2 separate regions of the Mus musculus genome follow, and region 1 is linked to region 2. The links are chromatin contacts, called in public promoter capture Hi-C maps. All regions are on one chromosome and are shown on one strand. Each heading gives the region's core, a stretch centred on a gene start, on an enhancer-like site or on the middle of the called end of the contact. The rest is flanking DNA. Distances are from core to core; before and after follow the strand shown. Region 1 overlaps Ltbp2 (latent transforming growth factor beta binding protein 2). Region 2 holds the start of Vrtn (vertebrae development associated).

Evidence for each region. Promoter capture Hi-C pulls out the DNA fragments that hold promoters and counts their contacts.
Region 1: a contact with region 2 is called in a promoter capture Hi-C map of embryonic stem cells, with 2.5 times the contacts expected there. The contact joins the enhancer-like site here to the promoter of Vrtn in region 2. A contact is called at or near these places in 2 of 39 promoter capture datasets (the C10 cell line and embryonic stem cells), 4 of 484 Hi-C or Micro-C datasets (bone marrow-derived macrophages, brown adipocytes, cerebral cortex and 1 more), 2 of 115 datasets of contacts at active chromatin or transcription factors (both in embryonic stem cells) and 2 of 9 other capture datasets (adipose tissue and embryonic stem cells).

What each region holds. Positions count from the first base shown.
Region 1 is chr12:84,856,822-84,860,250 of GRCm38.p6, reverse strand. The region is part of intron 2 of Ltbp2 (latent transforming growth factor beta binding protein 2); the gene reads left to right. Among named protein-coding and RNA genes, the nearest start is that of D030025P21Rik, 17 kb to the left of the region's middle. Within about 2 kb of position 1,535, at least 23 of the 459 cell types and tissues checked have an H3K27ac peak or open chromatin away from gene starts, as enhancers often do. A contact at or near this core is called in embryonic stem cells, where this site is marked.
Region 2 is chr12:84,641,480-84,645,040 of GRCm38.p6, reverse strand. It overlaps Vrtn (vertebrae development associated), which reads right to left and starts at 2,145. Exons shown (of 2, transcript NM_001033776.2): 1 at 2,097-2,145.

The DNA of each region.
Region 1 (3,429 bases), core at 286-2,785, 220 kb before region 2:
TCCAGGACAGCCAGGGCTAAACAGTGAAACCCTGTCTGGAAATATAAAAACAAAACAAAACAAAACAAAACAAAACAACAGCAGTAGCAGCAGCAGCAGCACAAGTCCACCAAGGTTGGGGTTTCTCTCTTCAGCAGTCTCAGCCCTGCCTGGAGCTGTTTCTCCTTAGGTGCTGAGCATTTTACCTTTTGCTACTTGTAAAAAGCCCCTGCTACAAGCCAGGGATTCTGAGCTGGCCTTTTGCTTTTGATACGTTTTGAAATCTGTGCTCATTTATTTCCCACCGGTCTCCTTTAAACACAGTCATTGCTCCCAGCTCTCATGGTGTCACTAGATTCCATGCATTGGTACAATATCAGAAAGGCCCGCACGATGGCCCAGCTGGTAAAGGCACTTGCCACACAAGCCTGATGACCCGAGTTTGATCTCCAGAGCCCAATAAAGACCGAAGAGAACTGACTCTAGAAAGGTGTCCTTTGACCTCCACACTTGCTTCCCCACCATCCCATATACATTCACACTGAACATAAATAAAAATAGAAATGAAAGAGCTGCGTTAATGACCAGGTTTTCATTTTTTCCAAATGGAGGGAATTAGGGGAATTAAAAAAGAATTGCCATATACTACCACCTTTAATTATAGACACCATTTTAGAGGCCGGGGCAATGACTTGAGGATAGAGTGCCAGCTGTGTAACATGAGGACCAGAGCTTAGTGTCCAGCACCAGCATAAATGCAGGATGCTCTGACAGCCTGCGTGCAATCCCATGCGTCAGACACGTGGGCTAGCTGGAACATGATGGCGAGGTAGCCTAGCCACATGGTGAACTCTAGGTTTTAGTGGTGAGAACCCCTGCTTCATTCTAAGGTGGAATGTGATCAAGGAAAACACGCATTGTCATCCTCTGGCCTCCACATGCACATACCAGAACATACATGTGCACCCACCCACATGTGAACACACACATACGTGCCAAAAGAAAATTTAAAAGAGCATACACATACACACACACACACACACACACACACACAACCAGTAAAAACTGTCAGAACTTTCCTTCTCTTAGCTAGGCAATTGAGGCCACCATAGTGGATCATTTTGGGTGCCTTTGTAAAAGAGAAAAAGAGGAGTTCATGATCCAGTCTCATAATACATGTGATTGGCTCAGAACAAACCAGACACTGCAGTCTGGTGATATATACAAAACAGGCTGATGAGATCTGGTCCGAAGCTCAGACCCTCCCTCAGCCAGCTGGGAACGGTCATCTTCCCAGGAAGGTGTTTATCTATCAACACAGCTGGCTGCTCTGGAAGTCGTATGACTTTCATCTGTGATGATGTAACAGACAGCGGAGATGATGTATCCAGTTTCCCTTCTGATTTCCCATTCCCCGTGAGCTGTTCGTTGGACCAATCAAACACCTACACGAGAATGGAATTCCTGGTTGAGAAAAGCCCTTCCAGCAGCGTCAGGACCCCACCAGGTGGGGCTTCCTCAGTAGCCTGCTCACATTTAGCTCTGTATCCTCATTGGTGTTGTCAAGACAGCCTTGGCGAATAAGGCAGAACCAGAACTGAGTGGTGGAAAGAGATGCAGGGGCTTAGCTTGCCAGGCTGGGCGTCTCAGATTTCCAGAGAGTGAAAGATGTTATTGTTTACACCAAGGGTGGGTCATCCTTGGGACGCAGAGCAGGAAGGGAGGGTAGAAGCTAAGCATCAAAAGCCACCTTTGAGGCAGGGGTCAGAGGTTGAGCTGCAAGACCCTCCTCTCATGCATACCAGGCTTTGGGTCTCTGCTGGATGGAAGGGGTGGGTCCACATGACTTCTCCATTCCTTAAGCGAAAACCAGACTCAAGATGCGCCCAGGGCGTGTCTGCCTTCCTCAGTGTTTGTCTGCTGAGCTGGCCCTAGCAGAGAGTGTCTGTGGCTGAGATGGTGCTGGGGTGGGCCTGGGCAGGTGCTCATGTGGTAGCTAGTTGTATTTGGACAGACGGACGATGGCTAGGCATTGGCCAAAATCTTGTGCTTGGCAGTTTGTGCTTGGGAAAGGGTTTGATTTACAATTCTCTGGAATTATCTGCTTACGTGGGGATCAGGCACCTGAAAGAAAGGGACACTGAGGCACCAAAGAAGATACCCTCACCTTAGGATCTAGCTCGTGGTCAGAATCCTTCAGTTGTTGTTTGAATAGGTTTGACCCCCATAGATTCATTTCTTTGAGTGCTCAGCCATCAGGAGTGGCGCTATTAGGAGGTGTGGCCTTATTGAGGGAGGTTTGGTCTTGTTGGAGGAAGTGCTTCACTGTGTAGGAGGGCTTTGAGGTCTCCTGGTACTCAGGCTCCACCCAGTGAGAAAGAGCGCCTCCTCCTGGCTAACTGCAGAAGACAGTCTCCTCCTTTCTGTCTGTGGATCAAGATGTAGAACTCTCAGCTCCTTCTCCAGCACCCTTCTCCTGCAGCTGCCAAGCTTCCGGCCATGATGATAATGGACTGAACTTGTGAAACTGTAAGCCAGCCCCAATTAAATGCTTATGTTTATAAGAGTTACCTTGGTCATGGTGTCTCTACACAGCAATAAAACCCAAACTAAGACACTCTTCTTACTACCCACTGATTGGGCAGCCTGGCCCTCAAATAGCCTTGCTGGGCAGGATTTCCAACCATCTCATCCTGTGAACAACTGGTCAGCATCACTTACTTCAGGAAACTTTCCCTAACTATCACTCTATCCTGCCTGAGTAATAGGCTCTGGCCAACATCACGCTTGTTCTGTGGATCTATGTGTCCTTTCTGCACAAGTGCACGAGAAACATTTCTATCATATCTCAGACCTTGTGAGTGCTCTAAGAATACTTATCAAAGCAGGTACATGAGCTGGCTGGCACACATCTTCCCTCATAATTTGAATTTTACCATGTGACTTTAGAAGGGCAAACAGGCCTGGAGCCTTCATCATCCACCAGGGCCAACCTGGGCCAACCTGGAATGTGTAGTATTCCCAGGCCTGGGTTTCCAATGGCGCCTTTGGTGCATAGTTTGAAACCAATGGATCCTGTTGTCTTATCCAAGACTGGACTCAGAGATGGTAGGAAAGAGGCGCACAAGTCATGCCGGGAGTTGGTGAGGAAGCATAAGGATGGGCTATTTGGGCAAAGATTTGAGTGCTGGCTCCATTATCTAGCTAGGTGACCTTAGGCGGGTCTCTTAATCTCCCTGACTTTCAGAGGCGATGTGGGGGAGATAGGAATGATAAGCATGTAGAGAGGATTAAATGAGATTGTGAATATATCGGCACCCACTGGAGAGTGGCTGAAGAAAGATAATGTGACTGTGCTTTGTATGCTAGGAGCTCAACTGATCGCACTCCTAAGGGCCGACTGTACAAATGGGGACAGAGAGGCACAACACGAAAACCCATCCACTGGAC
Region 2 (3,561 bases), core at 896-3,395:
GTCAAGAGGAGCCCTGAGGCTTGCTGGCCAGTCAATCTGCCTGTTCTGCCTTAGTGAATCCCTGAGCTCCAGGTTCAGTGAGAGAACCTATCTCAAAAAGGAGGATCCAGAGCGGTACAGGAAAGACACCCAGCATCAACCCCTGTTCCCCCCGCACCCCCCCCCACACACACACATGCTCATACACTCACACTCAAAGAGATGGCTCAATGAGCAAAGTGCCTGCTACCAGACCTGATGGTCCGAGTTCAATTTCCAGGACCCACATGACAGAAAGAGAAAACAGACTCTGGGAACTGTCATCTGACCACTACATATGTGCTAAGACATGTATGCCCACTACATACAAAATAAATATAAAATTTTTTTTAATGAGTCCTGGGCTCGGTGGTTAAGATGTCCCAGGTACACATCCTAGTACCCACATGGCAGCACCTAACCTCCATAATCCCAGTTTCGGAGAATCCAACCCTCTGCCAACCTCCACCGGGCACCAGGCATGAATGTGGTACACAGACATATATTCAAGTAAAACACTCATACACATAAAATAAGTAATAAATAAGCGAGTCTCTGATTTTAAAAGGGAGTGTAAGGGGCTGCTGGGCGGGAGCTTGCCTAGCATGCAAGAAGCCCTGGATTCCATTTCTACCAGCACATAAACACGTGTGGCGGTGAATGCCTGTAATTCCAGAACAGGAAACCCCACACTCACCTATAATTTCAGCACATGAGAAGTGGAGGCAGGAGGATCAATGTCCAAGATATGTGAAGTTGGTCTGGATACTTCAGACCCGGTCTCCAAATGAAACAGGCTGGCACTACCGATAGCCCCAATTCACAGGTGGAGAAACTGAGGCATTTGGCAGCACCCTAATTTGTTCAAGGTATCACAAATGAGCTAGCTAGCCAGCCTCCCCTCCAACACAGGCCAATCTGCCTAACTCCAGTAACTGCCAAGCAGAGGCACTCCTTTGAGAAGAGCTTTTGAAATTAGAAAAGAGAATATTTTCTTCTTTGGCTTCTCAGACCTGGTCCTCAGAGCTTAACACATTGTTTTAATTTGCCCCCCATTTTAAAAATGAGTTTTCATATAAGTGCTTAAGTTTAACAAGCTGTATGCTTAAAAGAAATGCACTCGAATGTGAATTGTGGTTGGGTCAAGGTGAGGAGGAAAAGAATTTTAAAGCGCTGAAGGAACCGCCAGAATTTTACCTGACAGCAAGAACATAGAGCCTTTCCAATAGTGATAATCAGAAGCATCCTTGGGTAACATTCTAAGCTCTAAAGATCTTCAAAGTGTGTACATACTAAGGGAAAAAAAAATACAGCACAGTGGTGGCGGCACATGTATGCCTTTAATCCCAGTCGAGGCAGGAGAATTTGAGTTCCAAGCCAGCCAGGGCTACACAGAGAAACCCCGGACTCAAAAAGCCAAAAACCAAAACTGAACCCCCAAAACCAAGCTCTAAAGACAAAGAGTTCCTCGCTGTCACATATATTCCAAGAAAGGGGATAATATTCCTTCTGTTTCCTTCCATGATGTCACTTTCTTAAGTGGTGTTACACAGCTGCACGCAGACGAGCATTTTGAGATACTTTGCAAACAAAATTAGGAAAATAGCTGCCACTTACCGACTCTGCACTAACCCATTTAACCAAAGTCTCAGAAAGAACAATTTAAACTGTGCGCGTGACTCTTCCTGCCTCCACTCCTGAGTGCCTGCTCAGAAGTGCAGCGTCCCCCCTCGCCCGCCCCCCCCCCGCCCCCGTGATCACAAGTGGGCTTTTGTGGGGGTGGACATTTGATTTCAGGTTTTCTCTGAGGTAATTTTATTACTCTGCGGGTCTCACCTTCCCTCCGCAGCTCTGTCACACCTACCCGGATCAATATTCCTGGCTCACACCTGGAGAAGGAGGCGGCTCAGCAGGAGTTAAGAAAGCACAGCTATTAAAAGCTGCCAAACCTTAGGCGCCGAACCACTGCAGTCCTCCGAGGCGTTTGTTTAAATGATCCAGAGAATCTGACATTTTGAGATACACCTAGTCACTTTGTAGACAAGGAAACGGAGGTAGAGAGAATAAAGCTGACTTGCCTGAATTCCTCCAGTGTCCAACACAGCGTCGGATGCAACACACTTCCAGCACACAGACCTTAGCCCCTCCCCACCCTACCCGGGCCTACTGTCCTACCTCATCTTCCCTGGCCTAGTCACATCCAACTCCACCCTATTTCTTTCCTCCTTTCTTTCCCCCCAAAAGGAGATGTTAGTAGGTAAAAACCCCACTTCTGGCCTCCTCAAAACGCTCGCCGAGAGCAGCCTGCTATCTCAGCGCTTGCGAGGCTATCGAGTTCAAGTCCAGCCTACGCTATATAGGAAGAGGCTGTTTCTAAAATAAAATTAAAAAGTAGCTTCAAAAGAAAACCTAAACTCGCACCATCCCTCAGCCAGGCTGGACCACTCGAAGGCAGCCAGTGTGGAAAAGGCAGGCGGCTGCAGGAGGAAGCCCTTAAGTAGATAATCGGTGATGGAGTTCAGCTGCGGCGCTTTGGTTAAAGGTGCCCTTCATGAAAGGCACTCAGGGCCAGAGTAGCTACTCCCAGGTGCACCGAAGAAGGAATGAGTCCAGTGTATGGCTGGCCTCCCCGAACCCCCCACATAGCTGCTGGAAAGGGTCTGTAAAAGTACTAAACCAATGAGGCGCACCCTCCCTCGCCCCCCTACCCCCGCGATACAAACTTCAAGTTGGAGGGGAGGGAGCAAAGCCGGGGCATCAGTTTCTAAACGTGTTAGCGCCTGGAAAGGACTCCGGACTCTCATAGGATACGTGGATGGGAAAAGCACTCTCACCTTTACTCGGGCTAGCTTCCCTGTCGCATGAGCTCCCCATTTGCAAATAGATGGAGCTTCAGAGCCGGGTTCCAGCCTCCAGCCCCCGTATTTTAGGAGGGGTAAATCAGGGCTCTGTATGGGACCCGGAAGGGAAAGGCTGGAGGGCCTGCCTGTAGAACAAATTCATTCCCTACCAATTGTAACCTGGGCTCCAAGGAACCCGACTGGAATCCAGTGCTCTCTGGAGACCTCCCCCACTCTCCCTGTCCCTCTCAAAGCACATTGCAGTCTCTGTAATCTACTGCACCCACAAGTATGTGGGCCACGTGGTTAAGGCTCAATAAGGCAGTAGAGTTTGATCTACCACAACCAACCTGGACAGCCAGCTAACTCTTCAGCCAGCCTCGCTCCAATCACCGGGGCACACCGGCTTGGCTGCCCAGGCTGCATGACCAAGGGACTGCCAGCCATCTTGGTTCCCTCCCCTGTGTCCTGGAGACCCAACTAGGCATAGGAGGACACTGTAGAGAATCACTGGCAGGTCTTTAGATGCTAACTTCCCAACAAAACTCCCACAACCAAGTGAGCGCTAACGGGTGCACCTGAGGCCATCAAACTAAGAGCCTCCTCCGGGGTTACCCCAAGTTCAGTCGCTTGACTGGACCCTATGTCTCTGAAAGGGACGGAAAAGAGTGAGGGCTACCAGTCACCCTTGGGGGGTGCCAGG